2 separate regions of the Sus scrofa genome follow, and region 1 is linked to region 2. A link is a contact called in public Hi-C data. All regions are on one chromosome and are shown on one strand. The core of a region is the stretch at or near the end of the contact, and the rest is flanking DNA. Distances in the headings are between cores, read along the strand shown. Region 1 has its middle 240 kb from the start of FAM43A. Region 2 has its middle 89 kb from the start of FAM43A.

Region 1 (4,533 bases), core at 1,216-3,715, 150 kb after region 2:
AAGTAAATTATCATTTTTCCCTTTCTTTCTCCTTCTCTATAATAAGCAAATCTTTTTCTTTAATAACAGCTTTATTGTGATATAATTCCCCTACCACACAATTCACTCCTTAAAAGTGTATGACTTGATGGTTTTTAGTATATTTACAGATATGTGCAACTAACACCACAATTTTAGAACAATTTCATCATAAAAAAACTTGAACACTTAAGCTATCACTTTCCAAGCTCTAACCCCCAATTTCAGCCCTAAGCAACCACAATCTACTAGCTCTATTGTAGATTTGCCTATTCTGGGCTGGAATAATATCATGTGTGGTCTTTTGTGACTGGCTTCTCTCAGTATAAAGTTTTTTGTTTGTTTGTTTGTTTTTTGGTGTTTTAGGACCGCACCCATGGCATACGGAGGTTCCTGGGCTAGGGGTCCACTCAGAGCTGTAGCTGCTCACCTACACCACAGCCACAGCAATCCGAGCTGCATCTGCGACCTATGCCGCAGCTCACAGCAATGCGGGATCCTTAACCCGCCAAACCTGCGTCCTCATGGATGCTAGTCGGGTTCATTAACCGCTGAGCCATGACAGGAACTACTTAGCATAATGTTTTTAAGGTACATTCATGTTGTAGCATTGTCAGCACTTCATTCCTTTTTACGCTTGACTAACATTCCATTCTATAGACATATTTTATTTTGCTTATTCATTCAGCAGTGGAAAGACATTCAGATTTTTTCTATCCTCTACCTTTTATGAATAATGATGCTCTAAACATTCATACATGGGTTTTCCTGTGGATGTACATTTGCATTTCTCTTGGATGTATACCTAGGAATAGAATTGCTGGGTCATGCGGTAACTCTGCATTTGACCATTTGAGGAATTGCTAGACTGTTTTCCAAAATGACTCCAGTTTTACATTCCCACCTATGTAATGTGGTAGAGTGGTGTATAAGAGTTCCAATTTCTTCACATTCTCACCAACGCTTGTTATGATCTGTCTTTTTGATTAAAGCCATCCCAGTGGGTGCAAACTGGTATCTCATTGTGGTTTAGATTTTCATTTCCCTGGTGGCTAATGACATTGGCCACATTTTCATGTGCTTATTGACCGCCTGTCTATCTTTTTGGAGAAATGTCTATTCAAGTCCTTTGCCTACTCTTGATCTGGATTTTTTTTTTTTTATGAGTTGTATTTCCTCCTGCTTTGATGTTGTTATTTTCCACTCAACCTTTTTTGGTAAACATTCCTTTGATCTTTTGACAAATCAGTCATCCTGGGTCAACTTTTCACATGCTTTCCAGGTATTTTTCTTTTAAAATGTCATTTTCCAGGCAGGAACTAATTGTAGAGAACATTTGTCTGGTAATCGCTGTTGTTTTGACAGCCCAGCATCTGAAACCCTTCCCCCATGCTTGTGAATTTACCACCTTATGAGTCATGATAGGAAGCAGAGCCCTCCTCCCACCGTGGAGCCAAGAAGGCTAGATTTGTGTTTTTCCAGCCTCCCTTGTAACAAGGACAGGAGTACATGGTTAGACTCAGCCAATCAGATTCCACTGCCCCAGATATGAGCCAGGATCTGATGTTAAAAAACAATAGGGTCAACAGAAAAAGCATTCCAGGGATGGCAGAATCTGTGGTTGTGATGCCAGTCCTGAGGGAGGGGACAGCAGCAGGAGTGGTGGAGCCAACAGTAACAAGCGCTTGGCATCCCGGGGTGGAAGGGATTCCAGCTGATGCCTTGTATTTCCCAGCAGATGTGACAACAGCATCCTCCCCAGTCTGGTTCTGGGCTGCAGTTCGGGTATGAAACTGAGCACTGCTAGCCTTCTCTGTTCTGAGATATTTTCTTTTCTTGTTCAGGGCCAAACTCACAGCATATAGAGGTTCCCAGGCTAGGGGTGAAATAGGAGCTGCAGCTGCCAGCCTATGCCACAGCCACAGCAATGCTGGATCGTTAACCCAGGGTTAGAACCCGAATCCTCATGGATACTAGTTGGGTTCGTTACCGCTGAGCCACAGTGGGAACTCATGGACTATTTTCTAAGCTCTAAAGTCTCTTTTTGGTTTAAATGAGCAAAACAGCTTTCTATTGTTGCCACTGAGAAGCCTGACCAAAGATGATGTTTCTCTTCCTGGGAAATGCCTCCTTTATAACTGACTCTGTCTCTTTGTGTTTTACAAAAACCGTAATGTCATATTGCTCTACATTTTTAAACGTGCTTCAACATTTTGAGGAAATAATATATCAGTTACATATTTTCTAATGGTTTTTTAAATGATTCCCTTTCTCTTTACATGAGACTTGGAAAGCTCATCTTCAGTGGCATAGAGAAGGATCTGTAACTTTCTAACCACTTCACTTTTAACTTAATCCATTTTGGATCGTGGTAACTTTAGCTCATTTCGCCAGCCAAAGTGGCTAATTAAAGCAGAAGTCGAGTTACCTCCGGGAGCTATTTTCAGTGACACAGCTTCTAACTTTGCCAAATTCAATGCTATTACTCGCCCAAATTGTTGGGCGCCTTGCATGCACTTGAAACAGATGCCAATGCGGATGTCTCGTGGGCTGAGTCAAGCCCCAGGGGTTTGTATTGTCACTGAGCACAGGCGGACACTGCCAGCAGCAATGCTCCAGGGCCATCAGGTCCTCACCAGCTGCAGGAAGGACCCCGCCCCCTGGGGCAGAGTGCACTTCAAAGACATCAGAGGCAGAATCTTGGGGGAAGTTGGGGCAAGATAAAGACCGAGCACCTAGATTGAGAGAGCAGGGCAGTGCTGGCCCTCTAGAATGGTACATGCTGCTTATTTGCAAATGGCACAATCTTTTCTAGGTATCGAAGTCCTTCAGGAATGTGTCAAGTTCCCATCTTGCACCAAACACATGGAAATACTAGGTAAAACACCATAAATTAAAATGGTCAACCTAAAACCAAGATCCAAAGCTATGTGGATGCTCAAATGAAGAGGAGATTCAAAGAGATGATAGGGGTTGAACCCACCCTGCATATGCCTTAGAGGTTGATTTATAGCATTGTGTCAATTTCTGCTGTACAGCACAGTGACCCAGACGTACGTATGTATCTCAATGACAGCAGGTAAGAGAAAGCTTACAAGACATAAAAAGGAGAAACTGTTTAAAAATTAATAGATTAGTTTCTATCAAAATCAAAATATCTTGTCACGAGGAAGTGACATTAGAAACTGAAAATACAACAGCCAAAAAGTATTTTGAGAGTATATAAAGACCTTCTTTCTACATCTCAGTGAGAAAAAAGACATTCAGCCCAACCGAAAGCAGGGTAAGAGATATGAAGAGGTAATCGCAGAAGAGGAAACGCAAAGGGCCAATGAACACCTGAAAAAATGCTCAGCTTCCTAAGAACTCATGGAAAACAAATTAAAGCATTATGATACCATTTCATTCCTCATGCCTTGAAAAAAATCAAAGGTCCAATACTAATCTATTTGAGAATGTGAGGGAATAGGAACATATACGCTGCATGTCAGGGGATAAATTAGCACAGCCTCTAGAGGACGGCTTTGCAGTTTTCATCTTAAGTGAAAAATACACACATGATATGACCTAGCAAATTCCTGAGGTATCAACCCTAGAAAAATTCTTCTATGTGGGTAAGGAGACAGCTCAGCACTGTTGTAATAATGAAGTAAACATCCTAAATTTCCAAATTAAAAAATTAGCAAATAAATTTCCATCAAGGAAATAATGAATAAAATAAGAGTGATATATATTAATTAGCAGCAGTTAAAATGAATGAACTAAATCTTTATGTCTCAATATGGACAGATTCCCCCAAAGCCTACACTGAGTGAAAAAAGCAAAGGGGCAGGAGTTCCCATTGTAGCTCAGCAGTTTCCAAACCCAACTAGTATCCATGAGGGTACAGGTTCGATCCCTGGCCTTGCTCAGTGGATTAGAGATTCAGCATTGCCGTGAGCTGTGGTGTAGGTTGCAGGTGCGGCTCAGATCTGGTGTTGCTGTGGCTGTGGTGTAGGCCGGCACCTACAGCTCCCATTTGACCCTAGTCTGGGAACTTCCATATGCCATGGGTGCAGCTCTAAAAAGCAAAAACAAACAGCAGAAAGACACATAAAGCAAAAACAAACGAACAAAAAGGGGTAGAAAGCTATATAAAATCAATAAAATTTCTTTATATTACTATATATTTTTTTTAAATACAGAAGATAAGACTTTACATTGCTCATGGGCACACATATATGTTATTAACATTTTTAAGGTGGACAAGAAGGAACATCAAATTTATGACAATAATTTCCTAGGGAAAGGTAAGGAAGGAAATAGGATTGGATAATGATAAAATTGAGATTCAAATTTCAGGGATTTTTCTTTTTAAAGCTCCCTGTGGGAGTAGCCTGCAGCTGAGTCTTCAAATTTCACAGTGCTTAGCACCTTTCCCCTCTCTGATCTGCTTCTCCCACTCTTCCCTGTTTCTCCCAGGAGAACTTCCCTAATAAACCTTGTGCACGTGGGTCCTCATCCAGGGTCTGCTTC
Region 2 (4,064 bases), core at 431-2,930:
TCCTCTGGGAGCAGCAGGTCCCCCAGCCAGTGTCAAGCCCTTAGTTCATCCTCCCGCCTTTTCCACAGAGGCTCTGGGTCCCTCTGCATTTGCTTCCCTGTCTCCTGGAGGCTCCCACGAGCATGGACCCAGGCCTGTCAGGTGTCGCAGAGTTTGTGTCCATAGCCCCCTTCCTGCACAAGGCCACTGGTCGTTCTCCTTAGCCCCCCACGTGCCAGGAACTTGTCCTCTGGGGGCCCTGGTGTGTCTTGAGGGCTCATCGGGTGTGAGATGGGAGCGAGTCACTTTGCTTTCTGAGCCTCGGTCCCTCCCCTGTAAATAAGAATCATAATCTACCTGACAGAGGATCAAAGAGATGATGTTTATGGAAGTGCTTTGTAGACTTTGAAGCCTTCTTTCAGTAGGGAAATTGGCAAGACAGCAGGGGCTTGGGAATTAGACCTGGATCCAGATGAGGTCCCTCCACGTAAATATCGGAAGATTTGGGGCAAGTCAAGCACCTGTTCACAGCCTCAGTCTCTGACCTGTAACATGGGCTCATTCTGCTCTTTGTCCCCGCTCACCGACCTGAAACCTTCCTGCCGGAACGGTCATCTGTGAAATCTCCAGAGAACCAAGGCTTGGCTTCAACTTTCTCAAGAGCAATTATTCAGATGTTGTGGGGGCAGGGGTTCCCTGTGGCTGGAACCCAGCCTCCCCCACCTTGTTTTTATTTTTACGCCCCCGAAGTCCAAAACCAGCTGTCTGAATCACTCCCGAACAGAGCCAAAACAATTTTCATGCGTCACAGGAGGCCACAGGCTCCAGCCACGCCTCAGGATGATGTACTAAAAATATCTTCCCAGCACTATTTTTAAGGCCCTGCAGGCTGCTAACCACAGGTGGAGAGAGAACTCCTCACTGCCTGCATGCAAACTCCAAGTTTATGGCCAGGTGGGGCCTTGGGTCAGTTAAGGAGCTGGACTTAAACCCCCACATCCTCCTCTCTGACCACAGGGATAGCTGACGGTGCAAGGCCACCCTGCAAGTACAGCCTTGCCTTCTCCGGGGACACTGCCAGGCAGACAGGGCCACCATTATGTCAGCTGTGTCAACCTTTCCACACTGGACAGTCTCTGAACCCCTGACACAGAGGCTTCTGCCAAGCCAGGGCAGTGGACGTTCATCCCTCATGTTCAAATGATCATTTATAATTTTGAAAGCATATTCATATCTATTCCTTCCCTGATCCTCATGGCACTCCTGCTAATTGGATATTACTATCCCCATTTCTCAGATTAGGAAAATAAAGGATTATTTGTGCTCTTGCAACATCCCTGTTAGGGTATAGAATGCAAAACAAATTCTTGGGTGTATCTGAAGGTGGGATGACCGTGGCCAGCACAGGATAGGCTCAGCGTTCCCTTCTCAGACGGCTACACAGCGCCACACCCACCTCCCCTAGAATAAGACTTCTCACTATCCTTTCACTCATTCATTCATTCATTTGAATACCCATTCCCTGAATACCCATGCCAGGCCAGGCCCACCCTGTGCTAGGCTCAGAGGTAAATGTCACCCCTGTCTCGGGGAGGTGACAGCGACAGGACACAATTCCTAAGTACATGTTGGGCACAGGGTGGTGGCAGACGTCATGAAAAGCTTCAGGAGTGAGGTCATCCCTATGGGTGTCTGAAGGCTGAGTGGCAAATAGAAGAGCCAGATGGGGGAGGAGCAGCCTGGGTCAGGCGGGAGGCACTGGGAGTGTGTGGAAGGGAAATGCAGGTCAGATCCGGTGTGGCCAGGAGGCAATGACCGTGAGGCTGGTCCATCAGCAGGGTCAGGGTGGAGGCACAGGGCTGTCTGGAGGGCGGCGGGAGTCACTGGAGGTTCTCAGCAGAGAACAGCATGATTGCATGGGGGTTTTGGAGGCGTCCTTGTGCTGGCTGTGTGGAGGACTGGAGGGGAGCAAGGCTGGGGAGAAGGAGGCCAGATGGAGGTTGTTAAAATAGTTCAGGTGAGACAGAATCAGGGCCTGGACAGAGATAGGTGGAGTCAGAGAGGATGAAAAAGCAGAATCTGATCCTAGAGGTACTTAAAAGTAATTAAAAGGTAGGCTGAAAATTAGTCACAGGGCTTAGTGACCCATTGGATGTGTGAAGACAGGAGGAATGAGTCTGAGGTCTGCCCAGGGTCAACTCTGGGTGACTGGGAGCAGGCCGGTGCCTTTCGGGGAGCAGGGGACACAGAGGAGGAGTAGGTGGAGGGGAAGGGCAGGCTTGGTTTGAGTCTGCTGTGGTAAGGAGCCACTGGGACATCCAAGCGGCCACATGAAGCAGGATGTCAGATATATAATTGGGAGCTCAGAGGAGAAATTAGGCATGGATGTATCAGTTTGGAAGGGGGTGGGGAGTTGATAAAATCTGTAGAGCAGTGGGTCTCATTCTCACTCTCACTGAAACCAACGGGAGAGCTTAAATGAGAAGAAAAGGAAAGATACTGGTATCTGGGGCCTGCTTCCAGAATTCAATTACTGATTCAGTTACTGCAGATATGGGCCTTGGCATCGGTATGTGTGTATACACACACACACACACACACACACATATATGTATACACGTACCAATGCAAGTATATAACTGTATTTATTATAGATATATATGTATACATATGCATATTTCAGAAAACATTTTTAAAATAAAAGATTTATTCGCAAATCATTTAATTCATTCATTTATAGGGTACATTCAATATTTATGAATATATGTAACTATCATCATTATCTATTTTAAAATATATTCATCATCCTGAAAAGAAACCCTGTACCTATTAGTAGTCGCTTCCCATTTCCCTGCAAAACTCCCAGTTCCAGGTCACCACTAATCTACTCTCTGTGTCTATAATTTTGCCTACTCTGGACATTTCACATAAAGTGAATCGTGTAGCACGTGGCTTTTTGTAATTGGCTTCTGCACTTAGCATAATGTTTTAAGGTACATATCATTACTTATTTATTTTTATTTATTATTTAATTTTTTTACTTTTTATTTATTTTATTATTGTATGGCTATGCCACATTTTCTTTATGCATTCATCTGTTGATGGACATTTTGAATATTTCCAGCTTTTGGCTGATATGAATATCACTACAGCCACTCATGTACAAGTTTTTTTTGGCATATATTTTCACTGCTCTTGACTATCTATATTCCAGGGGTGGAATTGCTAGGTCATAGGGTAAATTCTGTGTTTAACATTTTGAGGCAGACTGTTTTCCAGAGTGGCTGCATCAGTTTTTAATCCTATCAGCAATGCACGAGGGTTCCAACTTCTCCACATCCTCACCAGCACTTGTTGGTGTCTTTAAAAAATTTTTTTAAATATAGTTGATTTACAATGTTGTATTAGTTTCAGGTGTATAGCAAAGTGATTCATATATATATTTGTATACATATATATTAGATTCATTTCCTTTATAGATTATTATAAGGTATTAAATATGCTCCCTGAGGCATCAGTGTATTTTAAAAGTTCCCGGGTGCACCTTGTAACTAGCCAGGGTTGAGAAACACGGCTATGGAGTTGTGATGATGGAGCAGAGATGGTCTGGACAGATGGCAGATGGACAGGCCAGTGGTGTACATGGGGGTGGGGCAGGAAGGAAGACAGAGACCCTGGGATCAGCCTGGCCTCCAGGAAGAAGCCTCAGGAGAGAGCATCATCTCACCAGCCCAAGGAGGGCGGGTCCCAGGTGGGGGCCCTGTGAGCAGCATTAGATGCTCCAGAGGGCCGGGCAGTGTAAGGGCTGGAGGGTGTCTAAGGATGGACCTGGTGAGGGTGGGGATTGCAGAGGCAGATGGGACCAGACTCAGGCAGAGTGGAGGGGACAGTGAAGACCACCCAGGTGGGCGACTCTGTCAAGAAACGTGGCTCTGCACCAAAGCAGAGGGAATAGCTAGAGGGAAACAGAGGGAGCAGGCAAGATGGGACAGCTTTGCCCGGAGGGCAAGCTGACCACTCCCTGAATGAGAGGGCAGAGCGTGGTGACTAGAGGGCAGTTCTGAGATGGCTGAGGGCCAGTGGAC

What was found. A called contact is a pair of places that touch in the nucleus more often than the background predicts.
Region 1: a Hi-C map of skeletal muscle shows a contact between it and region 2, with 4 times the contacts expected there. The contact joins two enhancer-like sites. A contact is called at or near these places in 3 of 47 Hi-C or Micro-C datasets (psoas muscle and skeletal muscle) and 1 of 2 datasets of contacts at active chromatin or transcription factors (skeletal muscle).

The regions. Positions count from the first base shown.
Region 1 is chr13:131,903,431-131,907,963 of Sscrofa11.1, forward strand. No RefSeq gene overlaps it. Among named protein-coding and RNA genes, the nearest start is that of FAM43A, 240 kb to the left of the region's middle. Within about 2 kb of position 2,466, at least 2 of the 83 cell types and tissues checked have an H3K27ac peak or open chromatin away from gene starts, as enhancers often do. A contact at or near this core is called in skeletal muscle, where this site is marked.
Region 2 is chr13:131,749,266-131,753,329 of Sscrofa11.1, forward strand. No RefSeq gene overlaps it. Among named protein-coding and RNA genes, the nearest start is that of FAM43A, 89 kb to the left of the region's middle. Within about 2 kb of position 1,681, at least 9 of the 83 cell types and tissues checked have an H3K27ac peak or open chromatin away from gene starts, as enhancers often do. A contact at or near this core is called in skeletal muscle, where this site is marked.